Regions from separate parts of the Mus musculus genome. Here regions 1 and 2 are each linked to region 3. The links are chromatin contacts, called in public targeted proximity ligation maps. All regions are on one chromosome and are shown on one strand. The core of a region is the stretch at or near the end of the contact, and the rest is flanking DNA. Distances in the headings are between cores, read along the strand shown.

Evidence for each region.
Region 1: a contact with region 3 is called in a targeted proximity ligation map of embryonic fibroblasts, with 9 read pairs. A contact is called at or near these places in 9 of 39 promoter capture datasets (the HPC-7 cell line, Sertoli cells, cranial neural crest and 6 more), 1 of 484 Hi-C or Micro-C datasets (embryonic fibroblasts), 14 of 130 datasets of targeted methods (the NIH/3T3 cell line, bone marrow-derived dendritic cells, craniofacial prominence and 8 more) and 4 of 9 other capture datasets (adipose tissue, liver, macrophages and 1 more).
Region 2: a targeted proximity ligation map of embryonic fibroblasts shows a contact between it and region 3, with 8 read pairs. A contact is called at or near these places in 11 of 39 promoter capture datasets (the HPC-7 cell line, Sertoli cells, cranial neural crest and 7 more), 6 of 484 Hi-C or Micro-C datasets (Sertoli cells, bone marrow-derived macrophages, embryonic fibroblasts and 2 more), 20 of 130 datasets of targeted methods (the NIH/3T3 cell line, bone marrow-derived dendritic cells, bone marrow-derived macrophages and 13 more) and 1 of 9 other capture datasets (macrophages).

What each region holds. Positions count from the first base shown.
Region 1 is chr19:37,905,344-37,909,311 of GRCm38.p6, reverse strand. Myof (myoferlin) reads left to right here. Exons shown (of 54, transcript NM_001302140.1): 49 at 1,584-1,725; 50 at 3,935-3,968. Among named protein-coding and RNA genes, the nearest start is that of Gm52397, 79 kb to the left of the region's middle.
Region 2 is chr19:37,884,815-37,888,871 of GRCm38.p6, reverse strand. No RefSeq gene overlaps it. Among named protein-coding and RNA genes, the nearest start is that of Gm52397, 99 kb to the left of the region's middle.
Region 3 is chr19:37,671,126-37,675,358 of GRCm38.p6, reverse strand. All of the region lies in intron 20 of Exoc6 (exocyst complex component 6), which reads right to left. Among named protein-coding and RNA genes, the nearest start is that of Cyp26c1, 12 kb to the left of the region's middle.

The sequences.
Region 1 (3,968 bases), core at 387-2,886, 230 kb before region 3:
ACGTTACACATGAAGTGATACATGCTCACACCCAAGCACATGCAGCTAAAGATGCTTTCCTAGTTAACATATCTTAAAATCAAAACAAGAGAAGGTTCAAAAAAAAAAAAAAAGCCCAAGAGACAGAGAGATCTTGGGTCAAATATGGTGGTGAGTTTTTAGGGCTGGGTCAAGAAAAGTTTAAGAGTCGGGCAGTGGTGGCACATGCCTTTAATCCTAGCACTGGCAGGCGGATATCTGAGTTCGAGACCAGCCTGGTCTACAGAGTGAGTTCCAGGACAGCCAGGGATACACAGAGAAACCCTGTCTCGGAAACAACCAGAAAGGAAGGAAGGAAGGAAGGAAGGAAGGAAGGAAGGAAGGAAGGAAGGAAGGAAGAAAGAAGGAGGGAAGAGGAGAGGAGGGGAGGGGAGGGGAGGAGAGGAGAGGAGAAAGAAACATTGTAAGCCTGAGTTGAGAATCGGCTTCCCTGAGTGACAATCTTGAACTCTGTCTTCCCACCGACTTATCACTGGCAGAGAGGACAGGTGGGACCCAAGAGTCCAAAAGCTTCATTGTGGAACTAGGAATCGTTACTTTTCAAAGTTCCCATCTGATCCTAGCAGCCTGACCCCTTTGCCCATTGAAAAGTATCAATTCTTTTTTTTTTTTTTCCTTTTGTTTTGTTCTATTTTGCAATCTTGTTTTCAAGACCAGGTTTCTCTGCCTAGGTTTCTCTGGTTGTCCTCGAACTTACTTTGTAGACCCGTGTGGCCTCCAACTCAGAGATCCACCTGTCTGTCTCCCAAATGCTGTAATTAAAGGTGTGCGTACCACCGCGCCTGGCTGAAAATGAATTCTGAGTTTTAAACCAGAGGCAGGCGTATGTGACTGCAGCTTCCTTCCGCACACCGTTCATTCCATCAACAGACAGTTGATCTCATATCCACTCCGTGCCAGGCACAAGCAAAAGACAAGGTTCCCAACGATATCAGTTAAGATGCTTCGGATGAGAGGAGTGTTCTCAGCTAGGCATCTGGAAATAACAGCTTGCCTCTCCCTTGCCCGTCTCATTAATGAGATCACGGTGACTTTTGAGAATAATAAAAAAGGAAGCTGCAAGATTACTTGCTGGGTGCCTCTTTTTGTTTGCTTAAGTAAAATATGTGAAGGGAAATGCTAACATTTTGAGCTAACTTGCATTCGTTGAGCCTACCAGCCCCGATGACAGATGCTAATGAGTCATAGTTGTGAAGCCCACAATCATAGCCGGCAAGCTGCAGCTTACCCAAAATAGAAGCTACGTTGTTGATGATATTTTCCAGAAAATTTCACCTTAGCCCTGCTAACTACAGTCTAAAGGGTTTCCTGCTTTGGTTTTAAAGGAATTCTATTTTATTTGGCTCTAAGCTGAGTTGGATGCAACCGAGTGCCTCCCTTCCATAAATCACCCCCAGCTTGTGGATCACTGGACCCTGCCCAGAGAAAATGCATCACTTTTGCTCTTCCCTGCCCCACCCCCACCCCCTTAATCACTGAAGTTTTGCCCCGCTAGATCCCTTGTCAATCACAGCGAACTGAGTCTGTTTGCCTCTGCTTTACAGCTGGATTTCCGGCAGCGAAGAAAACAAACAGAAAACAGATGTCCACTACAGGTCCTTGGATGGTGAAGGCAATTTTAACTGGAGATTTGTTTTCCCATTTGACTACCTCCCTGCTGAGCAGCTCTGTATAGTCGCTAAAAAAGTAAGCCTTGAAAGATGTGGGCGGGGTGTGGACGTTTCAGGTCTGCTAGACTCAGAAAGTCAGAGGAGGTCAGGGCTGCTCGGGACCTGGGAGGTCACTGACTCGAGCTCCCTCTCGGTACAGACAGGGAATCTGAGACCCACAGAGGGGTAAAGCCTTGCCCGTGGTCACATAGCTATGACAGGTATTTGTTTGCGTATTTAGGGCTATGAGGACTGCAGCTTCCTTTCTGCTAGGCTCTTGGTGGCAAGACAAGAGACATTATAGAACAAAGGCCTTTTTTTTTTTCAGCCACTGTACACATGTGTTCTTTACGGAATGAATAGATGGCTATTCTCTGTCTTAGGCCAAACACAGGCCAAATATTAGAGGTGAAGTGTCCCTTTTTGCCTCTCTTGTTAAGCCTTGGCATCTGTGTTCCCTCACTCAGAAACACTTCTAGGAGAACTGAGGGCCCCAGTGGATTTAATTAGAAAGACGTTCCGTTACAGAACTTAGACCAGAAATGTGATTTATTGGTTGCCAGGCCTAGCAAGTCCAAGGTTGGCTCATTTTAAGAATGTCTGGAGGCCATGCAGAAGCAATGTCTTTGGAAGCTAGCTCCACATTCTCCTCCCACTGCTCTCTGTCCTCCATGGACCTCCCTTCTAGGCAGGCTCTTCCCTAGGGGAGGAAACACGGTAGCCATCACTCCACACGGTCACCTATATTCCTTCAGCACAGATAGAAGAAGAGAGCCAGGAGGGCATCCACCAGCATTCTAGAACTGGGCCTCAGGGTCTCCACCTCCACCTATCTAGAGACTTGTGGCTCTCCCTGAACCAAGCGCTGCTGCCCAGGATGCCTTACTCGGGCCAGGCACTGGCGCTAGAGATGGAGTCTGTCTTTGTCTACACCATCCCACCCCAGCCCCAGCCCTGCCCAGACTGTACCAACTGGGGAAGGAAAAGTTCTCCAAGAAAAGCCTGGGGTCTGCAATCTAGGTAGACAATCCTATGATCCCAATAGATGTCTTGTTCGATCCTGCCTTTCCTACCCCATCAGTCTATTCCATCCACTCACACCGTCTCCTTACACCCTACAAAATGCACCCACCCCAAGTCCCAATTGCCCTCTGATATCCGACCTTTCTGTGGCTGCTGTAGTAAGCACTTTGCCTGTGAAGGGTGGAATGGAGTCTACCGGGGTGGGGTAGGGTGGGGGGTGGGGACTTTCCAGAGGCTCAGAGGCTCTAATTAGTGTTGAATTGTGCATCCCTTCAGAGGTGAGGCAGAGCAGGACAGGTGAGGATGTCTGGGGTCAGATAGGACCTGAGAGATGGTTACTCTTCCTGTTTACCCACACCTAAGGTTAGACCTCTCCTCACTCCCTCAGTGGAACTTAGAGCATGACCCCACACATAGGACAGCCAGGCAAGACTAGCTGTGTGGGCTTTCCAGAGCCCTAGGAACTCCAAGAAAGAGAACCTTCCAAGAATATGAAAAATGAGAACCAACCCCATGGTCTTTAGAATTCCCAAATCGCTGGTAGAATTCCTGGTCTGACCAGGCCAGAGGCACTTAGGTATAGCTGGCCATGGAGGTATATTCTTAACTAATGTCTGGGCCGAAGCAGGGACTAGAGGTGGGAACTTGGTCCTCCGTGTCTCTACCTTCAATGTGAAAGATCAGAGGGTCTTAGGTGGCCACAGGTATGTAAAAGTTCACGGTATTTTTTTTTTAAGCTAAAAATTTCGGAACATTTTAGAATCTGTAGTAAAGCAAGAATAGAATCTGAGCCGCAGATTAAACCCACTGTTTGTAGAATGAAAGACTGTCAATCAAACCTTGAAGAACGGGGTGGGAATTTGCTCCATAGGGATAAAGACCCAGCAATGACATTGTGGGCTGGCCTAGGACAGGTAGTTTTAGGGGAGTCACAGTGGTCTTCAAGGGAAAATCTAAGCTCTCCCCACCCCACAGGGGTGGCAGCCTGAAGTCACACTGATAGGAATGTGGTGAGAAACCTGGTGTTTGGGGACTGCCTGGGACATCCTTTTTGTCACACAGTAGGCCTTGAGACTTCCTGGGAAGCCGGATGGCCTTCCAAATGCATGGAGAGGAAGCACAGGGTGTGAAGGCAGAGGCCTCAGTCTTATTGCTGTATCTACGGCTAAAAGTAAGGGTCTGACCGTGATCATATGATCTAGTCATGTCTCTTCTCACTTTAGGAGCATTTCTGGAGTATTGATCAAACAGAATTTC
Region 2 (4,057 bases), core at 717-3,216, 210 kb before region 3:
AATTCCTCAAAGGGTTTTGCTGATCCGCCTGCGGTGTGTTCCTCTGATGAAAAGCCTATCTTCTACATTCTTCCCAAGGTAACGTTCATTTCCATCAGGCCTTTAAAGGGTGAGGAGGGTACGGCAGAGAACGAAGCCACACTCTCCAGGAAGGTCTAGCCTCAAGGTCAAGTGGCTGGGGGTTGCAGAAGTCCCCATGAGGCTTGTATACAGATTGGGATGTGATCTGGGGCTGGCCTCAGAGAGGCCCCAGCCTCCTCTGTACAGACACTGGTCTCACTAGAGACAGCACTTGGAAAATGGTCGCGTAGGAAGTGGTCCCTTCAAATGCACTAATACATAGGGACACATTTATACCCACAAAGGATGGACCTGCAGGTCTAAAGCGTTTCAATGTCTTTTTTTTATAAATGTATTCTAAGTTTTGTATTCTACCACAAAGGCTTTTAAAAAGTGAACCTTTGGACTCCATTTAGTACAATGAAGAAAAAAAAACTGCTCAAAAGTCTTCTTTAAACCTAGAGGCTGCACTTGGGTGGTTCAGCTCAAAATACAGACTGTGGTATATGTACGACTGGTTGAGTGCCCACATCTGTGGGCTGCTGTTCCACCCTCCCACCTCCAGGTGCATTCAAATGGCTTCCCGCAAGAGCAACCCTGTGTCAAGAGCTCCAAAATGGGGTGCAGATATGAATTTAATAACCGTAACAGCTCAGACTGGAGAGATGGCTCAGTGGTTAAGCACACGTATTATTCTTCCAGAGGACCTGAGTTGCGTTCCCAGCCCCCACATTATCTGACTCATGACCACGTGTGACTCCAGCTGCAGGAACATCTGATATCTCTGGGATCTTGGGCACCAGCAGAGTGCCTAGACCCACACAGAGACGTGTACATGTAATTAAAAATAACAAAGCAACCGTTTAAATAATGGTTACAGCTCACCTGGGCAGTCCTGGGGACACTGATCCATGTAAAAATGAACTTACAAGTAACTAATGGGGTTGCTAAGCACCCCATTAAAAATCTACATCAATCTTCAATTAGAATATATTTCGGAAGAACTAAATGTGGTGGTCTATGCCTTTAACCCAATTCGAGGCAAGGCAGCGGATCTTTGTGAGTTTGAGACCAACCTGGTCTACGTTACAATTTCCAGACCAGACAGGGCTATACAGTGAGACCCTGTCTCAAAATGAAACAAAACAAAAAACAAAGAATATACTCCAGGAACATACTGCATACCTCTCCTGTGGATTTGTACACACACACACACACACACACACACACACACACACACACACACACACACAGTGTTTCCAAACCAAATGTAATACATAATGGGTGCACAGGGGTCAAAAAAAAATCTCTGTAGTCAGAGGTCAAGGATGTTGCCCAATTGTTGAATGTGTGTGTCCTTGACAAGTGTGAAGTCCTAGTTTCACACCGCACCCCGAAACATAAACGAATGATTTAATTTTAAAAATCTGTACCCCCAACACTTTGATCAGTTCTCAGGTCCCTGCCATTGGGGAAGCAGATAGCTGAGACACAATGTGATCCTGGGTACAAATGCACTGCCACACCAGCGGAAGAAGAAAAAGACGCAGCAAGGTAAAGTGTAGCATAAACGGCCAAGAGTTAGGGCAAAGCAGAGAGTTGGGCGTCAGATCTTGGTCTTATTAAACTTTTTTAAACCCAATAAATATATTTATTGATATCGCGATCATTTTTGTTACTTCCGCAGGAGAACAGAAATCAGTTAAGGGTGGCTCTGGAAACACAGCCTAATGCTTTCCAAAGGAAAATATTCCATTGTAGAACGGGCCAGAATCTTGGGAAGACATAGACGTGTATTTCAAATACTGTCCACAAGATGGCAGCAGCATCCTCAGGTTCCCAGTTGGCACAAAAGGCATTCCATTCAGTCTGCATTCCCCGGAACCCCACCCAAGACAGGCATCTCTGGGACATATTTTAAGTGGAAGGTGACCAGCACCACCGCATCTAAAGGATGCCCTTTCTTCTGGAATGCTCTGGAAGTTTACGACTAGACAGACAAAAATGCTCCGGTCTTGAGAAAAAACGGGAAACCACCCATTCATTCAAGTATTCACTCGTGAAGGAACCTGGGATCCTGCTGAATCCTACGCTTCCTGCAGAGAGGTGCAGCAGGTCTCTGTTTCCGTGGCCTCGCAGTCAGTTTACACACAGTCTACCAAACCAGAAGGGTCTTCCATCCAGTTAAAAATCACCGTCCTGCAGACTGCAACTGCTGCGGAGCACAATGAAGGCTAGAACCCTACCCCAGGATGGGATGCCCACAAGGACTCTGCTCTCTAAGCTGCCCAGAACAGTAGAGTTCAAAGGGAGAGAACTCGTGGAGTTAAATCAAGACTGTGGGTTTGCCCACCTGTAAAACGACTTAAGTTCTTCTTTCTTTCTTTCTTTCTTTCTTTCTTTCTTTCTTTCTTTCTTTCTTTCTTTCTCTCTCTCTCTCTCTCTCTCTCTCTCTCTCTCTCTCTCTCTCTCTCTCTCTCCCTCCCTCCCTCCCTCCCTCCCTCCCTCCCTCCCTCCCTCCCTCCCTCCCTCCCTCTCTCTCTCTCTCTCTCTCTCTTTCTTTCTTTCTTTCTTTCTTTCTTTTTTCTATAGCCTGTTTGAAGTTAAAAATCTGGGCCGGCTAATGGAAGTTGCCACCTGGAATGTCTGGGGCAGTAGTGCAAGGTTACATTCCAGGCTCCTAGCAGAAAAATGTCAGCAATTTGCCTTTTGTCAACTGCAAATTAAAGTAATTTCCACGCAGAAGGTTTCTCCTGCTGGCAGTGAGCACCCAAAACACTAGGGCAAGCCGTGACCTGTCTCCCGTCCCCAGGGCCACCACACCTGAAGTTGGATGCACCTTGGAGCTGCAAAGAATGGCTGTCTTCCCTCTGAAATGCCCAACCAGATGGGCGCTAGTGGGGTACAGAGGGAAGTGCATCTTCTCAGTCCCTCTTAGTCCCTAGACGTTCTCGTAGAGTTGGGGAGGGCACTCAAAGGCTCTATAGAGAGGTGAGTCTGTGTACACTGTCATACCTGGCCTGTGATGAAAGTGTTGGACAGACTGGTGCTGATGTAGACACAGCATCTTTGGTGAAAGAGACACTACAGTCAGCATAGATGAGGGATCTTTGGAGCAAAAGAAAAGAGTGGGGTTCGAACCTCATTTGTCAACCTCCTGGCTTCCCCTGGGCCCCATACAGGCACCAATTACAGAGGTGAATAGTGAAACTTGTCCTCACACAGACTTAACTCTGAGCTTAGAGGCTGGAAACCACATTGGCTCTGCGATTGCCATGCTCCAGGGAGGGAAGCCAGTCCCTAGTGTTCAGATGAACTGCAAATGAATGGTCAGTGTCTTCACAGGCAGCCAGCATGCTTAGCTGGCCAATCACCTCCCTAAAAATTCTAACGCACACATACATGCACACATGCACTCATGCATGCACGCATGCACACACCATTCTGTGCCCAATGCCAGCCTGACTGGGGACCTCTAAGGTTCTGGAATCAATCCTGCACTTCTGCACACAGGTCGCTTTGATCAGAGTCCCACACTTCACGACCAGCACTGGGACTCCATCATCTGTCTTAACCTGTGACCTGTCTGAGTCTCCTTTTCCTAGTCTATCAGGTCAGATGACCTGAGATGTCTTTCAGCTGAGACACCTCTCAGAGCTACAGTTCATGATCCATGTACTTCACACTGGAGTGGAGGGTAGGGGTGGGGTTCAGGTTTTTACAATCTTTGCCCCTCCCCTTTTCCCATGCACACAGTGAGAGCTTTGTAGATAAGGAGAACAAGATTTAGAGATAAGAATCCAGGATTTCTCCAGGGGCTCACAAATTGAAAGCCATCCGTAGAAACCAAGCGGAACGGCACTTTTGAGCCTTTCAGGGTTAATGAACAAAATACTCAAAATTGAGCAGCTTATAAGCAACAGAAATTTGTATCTCACAGTTCTGGGAGCTGGGAAATCCCAAGTTGTGGGGAGGGAGTGTTTCTCTGTGTCTGGTG
Region 3 (4,233 bases), core at 504-3,003:
AGACCTACCACCTCTGCCTCCTGAGTGTTAGGATTAAAAGCACATAAGCGGGCTGGTGAGATGGCTCAGTGGGTAAGAGCACCCGACTGCTCTTCCGAAGGTCCAGAGTTCAAATCCCAGCAACCACATGGTGGCTCACAACCATCTGTCAGGAGTGTCTGAAGACAGCTACAGTGTATTTACATATAATAAATAAATAAATCTTTAAAAAAAAAAGCACATAAGCCGCACACCAGGCCTTCCATAAAGTATTTGCAGTGCTAAGCTATGCTGTGTGATGGTGCTAGGCAGCCATTAGGTGGGTTTGGAATTTCAGAGAAAGGCAAATAACGGCAGTGAACACAATCAGATTTATAAACTTCCCATTTGCCAAATTTCTGCGGCTGCTGTGGCTACAGTAGCATGCAGAAACTGCCATGTTAGTATGTTAATTTATTAAAATTAACTTTTTTCCAAAATAACACACAGCAAATAATCAGATGGAGCATATCGTGGGACAGAGTTCACCGCTGTGCCTCTCCACTCTCCGAGGATCAACAGTGTGTGGGTTGTCCTGGTGCTGTTTTTATTCTGACGTTAATTCTGCTTCCTCAAGATCACGTACTCAGGTGATTTCATGTGAACCGTCTCCCTATTTTAACTGGTCAAATGAAGGCTGGAGCCTGTGACTGGGCAGTGGAAGGGAAGGGCGGGACTGAAGGCTTTCGAGAGTGGGGGAAGACAGGGAAGAAAAGGAGACAGAAGAAGAGGAGAGGGAAGGAAGATGGAGCAGAATCAGATGGCCTGGAGCAGCCGCAAGTAGCCAGGGACCTCCTAGCTGGGGAGCAGAGTAGTGTAGTAATAAATCCGCCCAATCTAGGCGTGCAGCTTATAAATATCCTAACTGAGCTGTGTGTTTTTGCACGGACTTATTGGGGTTGGGGATTTACCACAAGACAACACAACACTAACTCCTGTTCAGCTTGGTGGCATTAAGGTGGTTAAGCACCTTTAACCCCAGCACTCGGGAGGCAGAGGCAAAAGGATCTCTGAGTTCGAGGCCAGCCTGATCTATAGAGTATAAGTTCCAGGACAGCCAGGGCTACACAGAGACACCCTGTCTCAAAAAACCAAAAAAAAAAAAAAAAAAATAGTTTTGAGGTGTACTGCACAATTTACTCAGTGAAAATCAATGGTTTTCAGTACATTCACAAAGTCTGACACTATTTCAATCCATTTTAGAGTCTGCTGCCCAGCTCCCATAGTTACCAGCAGTCACTGCTCAGATGGCAGTCCTGCAACATGGTCTTTTGTAATTGGCTCTTTCATTTAGTATGTTCTCAAGGTTCACCATAATGTAGCATCTATTAGTACTTCCTGCCTGCTGTTGATAAATTATATTACACACACACAAACGGGGAGGGTGAGGAAGGAAAAAGATATTCATCAAAATAGTCATTATATCTCTGAAGTTTTAGTAATATCTATCATTCTGAAAGCTGGGCTACACAAGGTCATGGTTTAACATGCACTATAGACATCTAGGGCATTTCTAAACCAACACTCTGCTTCTGAAACCTCCTTTTGTGAACCCACAATGGCACCACCTAACACACCAAATAAACATACTCGGTCATACATTTAATTTTCTGCCTGGATTCATTACATCATCTGATACACTTATGTAAGGCGAAACTCGAAGGCTCCCAGCAGTAAGGGGTTAAAGCCTGAACCCCCGAGAGGCGCTTATGAGACACGCGGTTCTTTCTGATGAGTCATTTTGATTCATCACAGTACTGAAGAAATAGGATAGACCCGTGTGAACTGAGTGTGGGAGAAATCAAGCAGTAGAAGGCAAAAGTCTAGATTAGCTGAGGGAGGAAACTGCCTACCTCTCTGTGTTCAACGATAGCTGGGCTAAAGACCTCACTAGGTGCACGGTCCTAGTGTGACTGCCGAGAAGTGGGGAGGGGCGGGGATAACCATTTTTTCATCTAAGAGAATCTAAGTGGGTGTCCCATTAAATCTCGCTTCCCACATGAGATAATGGCTATGATTTAAAATAAAGTACAAGAAAATGTGGAGAATCTAATACCTGGGTTAATTTGATCTCCAGTAAAATTAGTCATATATGTTTAACTCTAAAATTTTAGTAAGTCTAATAAGATTTATAATTTGTCATATGAGTGCTAGTTCTGGCTTATGGGACTAAACTAAATTGAAATTAAAAACTAAATACTTTAGACACTGATGTGTCTAAATGGCATCTTGTCATTTCCCTATTTAAAATGGGACTTAGAGCCAGGGCATGGTGGCACACGCCTGCAACCCCAGCCCAGGGGAGCCAGATGCAGAAGCTCGGGGAGCCCGAGGCCACCCTCAGCTTCCCAGCAACTTTGAGACAAGCCTGGGCTACGAGACCCTGTCTCAAAACACAAAAAACAAACAAGCAAAATGGAACTCAAGGCGTTTACAGTGGCGAGATGAAAACAGACCCCAACTGCTTTAGAAAGAAGAGGTGCATTTCCACTGTGGGAGCCTCTAGTTCCACAGCTCAGACTACCATCCCTCTGCTTTAGAGACCTGCATGGGCCAGCCTTTACCGTTTGCCTTGGAGTCCAATGCAAAGTGAACTGGACTAGAGAAGACAGCATAGTGGACATTAGCAAAAGGGGCACTTTTTGTTGTTTGTTTGTTTTTTAAAATATTTTTTTATTTCTTTTATGTATGTGATTACACTGCCAATTTCTTCAGACACACCAGAAGAGAGCATCGGATCCCACTACAGATGCTTGTGAGCCACCGTGTGGTTGCTGGGAATTGAACTTAGGACCTCTGGAAGAACAGCCGGTGCTCTTTACCTCTGAGCCATCTCTCCAGCCCCAAAGTGGGCACTTTATTATGCCCATTTAACAGAAAGAGTATTGTGGCTGGCGTCGGAGCACAGTGGTAGTGCAATGCACACACACAAATAAATACGCTACTGTTTTGTATTTAAGAGGACCTGTATTCTCAGTCATTTCTTTCTGTAATAGATTTTATTATCTTTACTCAAGCAGTTTAAAATATGTATCTTTTTCTTAAATCTAAAAGGCACTTTAATTAACCATTTACCTCCAGATCTGATTGTATATGTAATTATCTTTTGTCAGGTATAATAAAAAAATATTTGCTAGAAAAACATGTCAGAACACTTGCTGCTTAATCTGTTTTAAAGAGAAATGTCTTTCCATAGCCTGGAGCATAGTTAAATAGAGGAGTAAAAAGGCAGACAGCAAACCAAGAAGCCTGATTCACTAAGGCAGGGGTTCACAGCTTGAAGGCAAGGCTTAAGTTGGGCCTCAGTGCTTAGTAACAGATTCCAGAGAGGTTAAGTGACAACTGCAACATTGTGACAAATGTACTTGAAGACCCACTGTTAGGCAGTAGCTATAGGCATCACACTCTTACTAAGGCTGTAGCTATAAAATAACAAACAGTAGCAAGGGAGCAACTTATTTTCTTGGGAGGATAAATGATCAATAGATTGTGATCCAAGTCCTGCCACACTCTACTATGCCGACTGGAGTGGGAGAAGGAACCTGCATCTGACCTCCCGACAACCTAAACAGGAAATCGGAACATTCTAAGCCTAATAGGCTGTGTCATCCTGTTAGGATAATTGTTTCCATTGATACCTTGCATAAACAGCTCACACTAGGCCATCAGAAAAAAACTCCAGCCCTAGTCTCTTTGTAAGAACAGAGACAATGCCTGGCCCAGCGCTTTCAACATAGGTGAGGGGGTAAAGCCTGGCTCATGATAATTAAGAAGGGAACAAAGACGGGGGTGGGGGGGTGGGGGGGAGAGGTAGAGACAGAGACAGAGAATATGAATATATATAGGAAGTTGGAATCTTCTAAGTATTTTATAGATTGGCTGAAAATTTTTATAAGATATTAAAAGCAAAACTTCTTGGCAAGAACCTGTGAGTATTAAGAGACAATGGTTTAAGAAAAGACTTGATAAACATGACAACTTAAAACAAACCAGCATTTTTTAAGAAGTAATTTTGAAGTATATTATATTTAATTGTGGCGCATCAGAATGTTAGAAATTAGAGAACATTTTTAGAAAACGGAGCCCTCTATTACTTACCTAATAAAACTCTACTTACTTATATTGAGGCAAAATAGAAAGAGGGAAATTAGGGAACATGAGAAGCAGAAAGGAGCCCCCGCCCCCCAGCCAGCAGAGAAACAGGATCCCCGCACA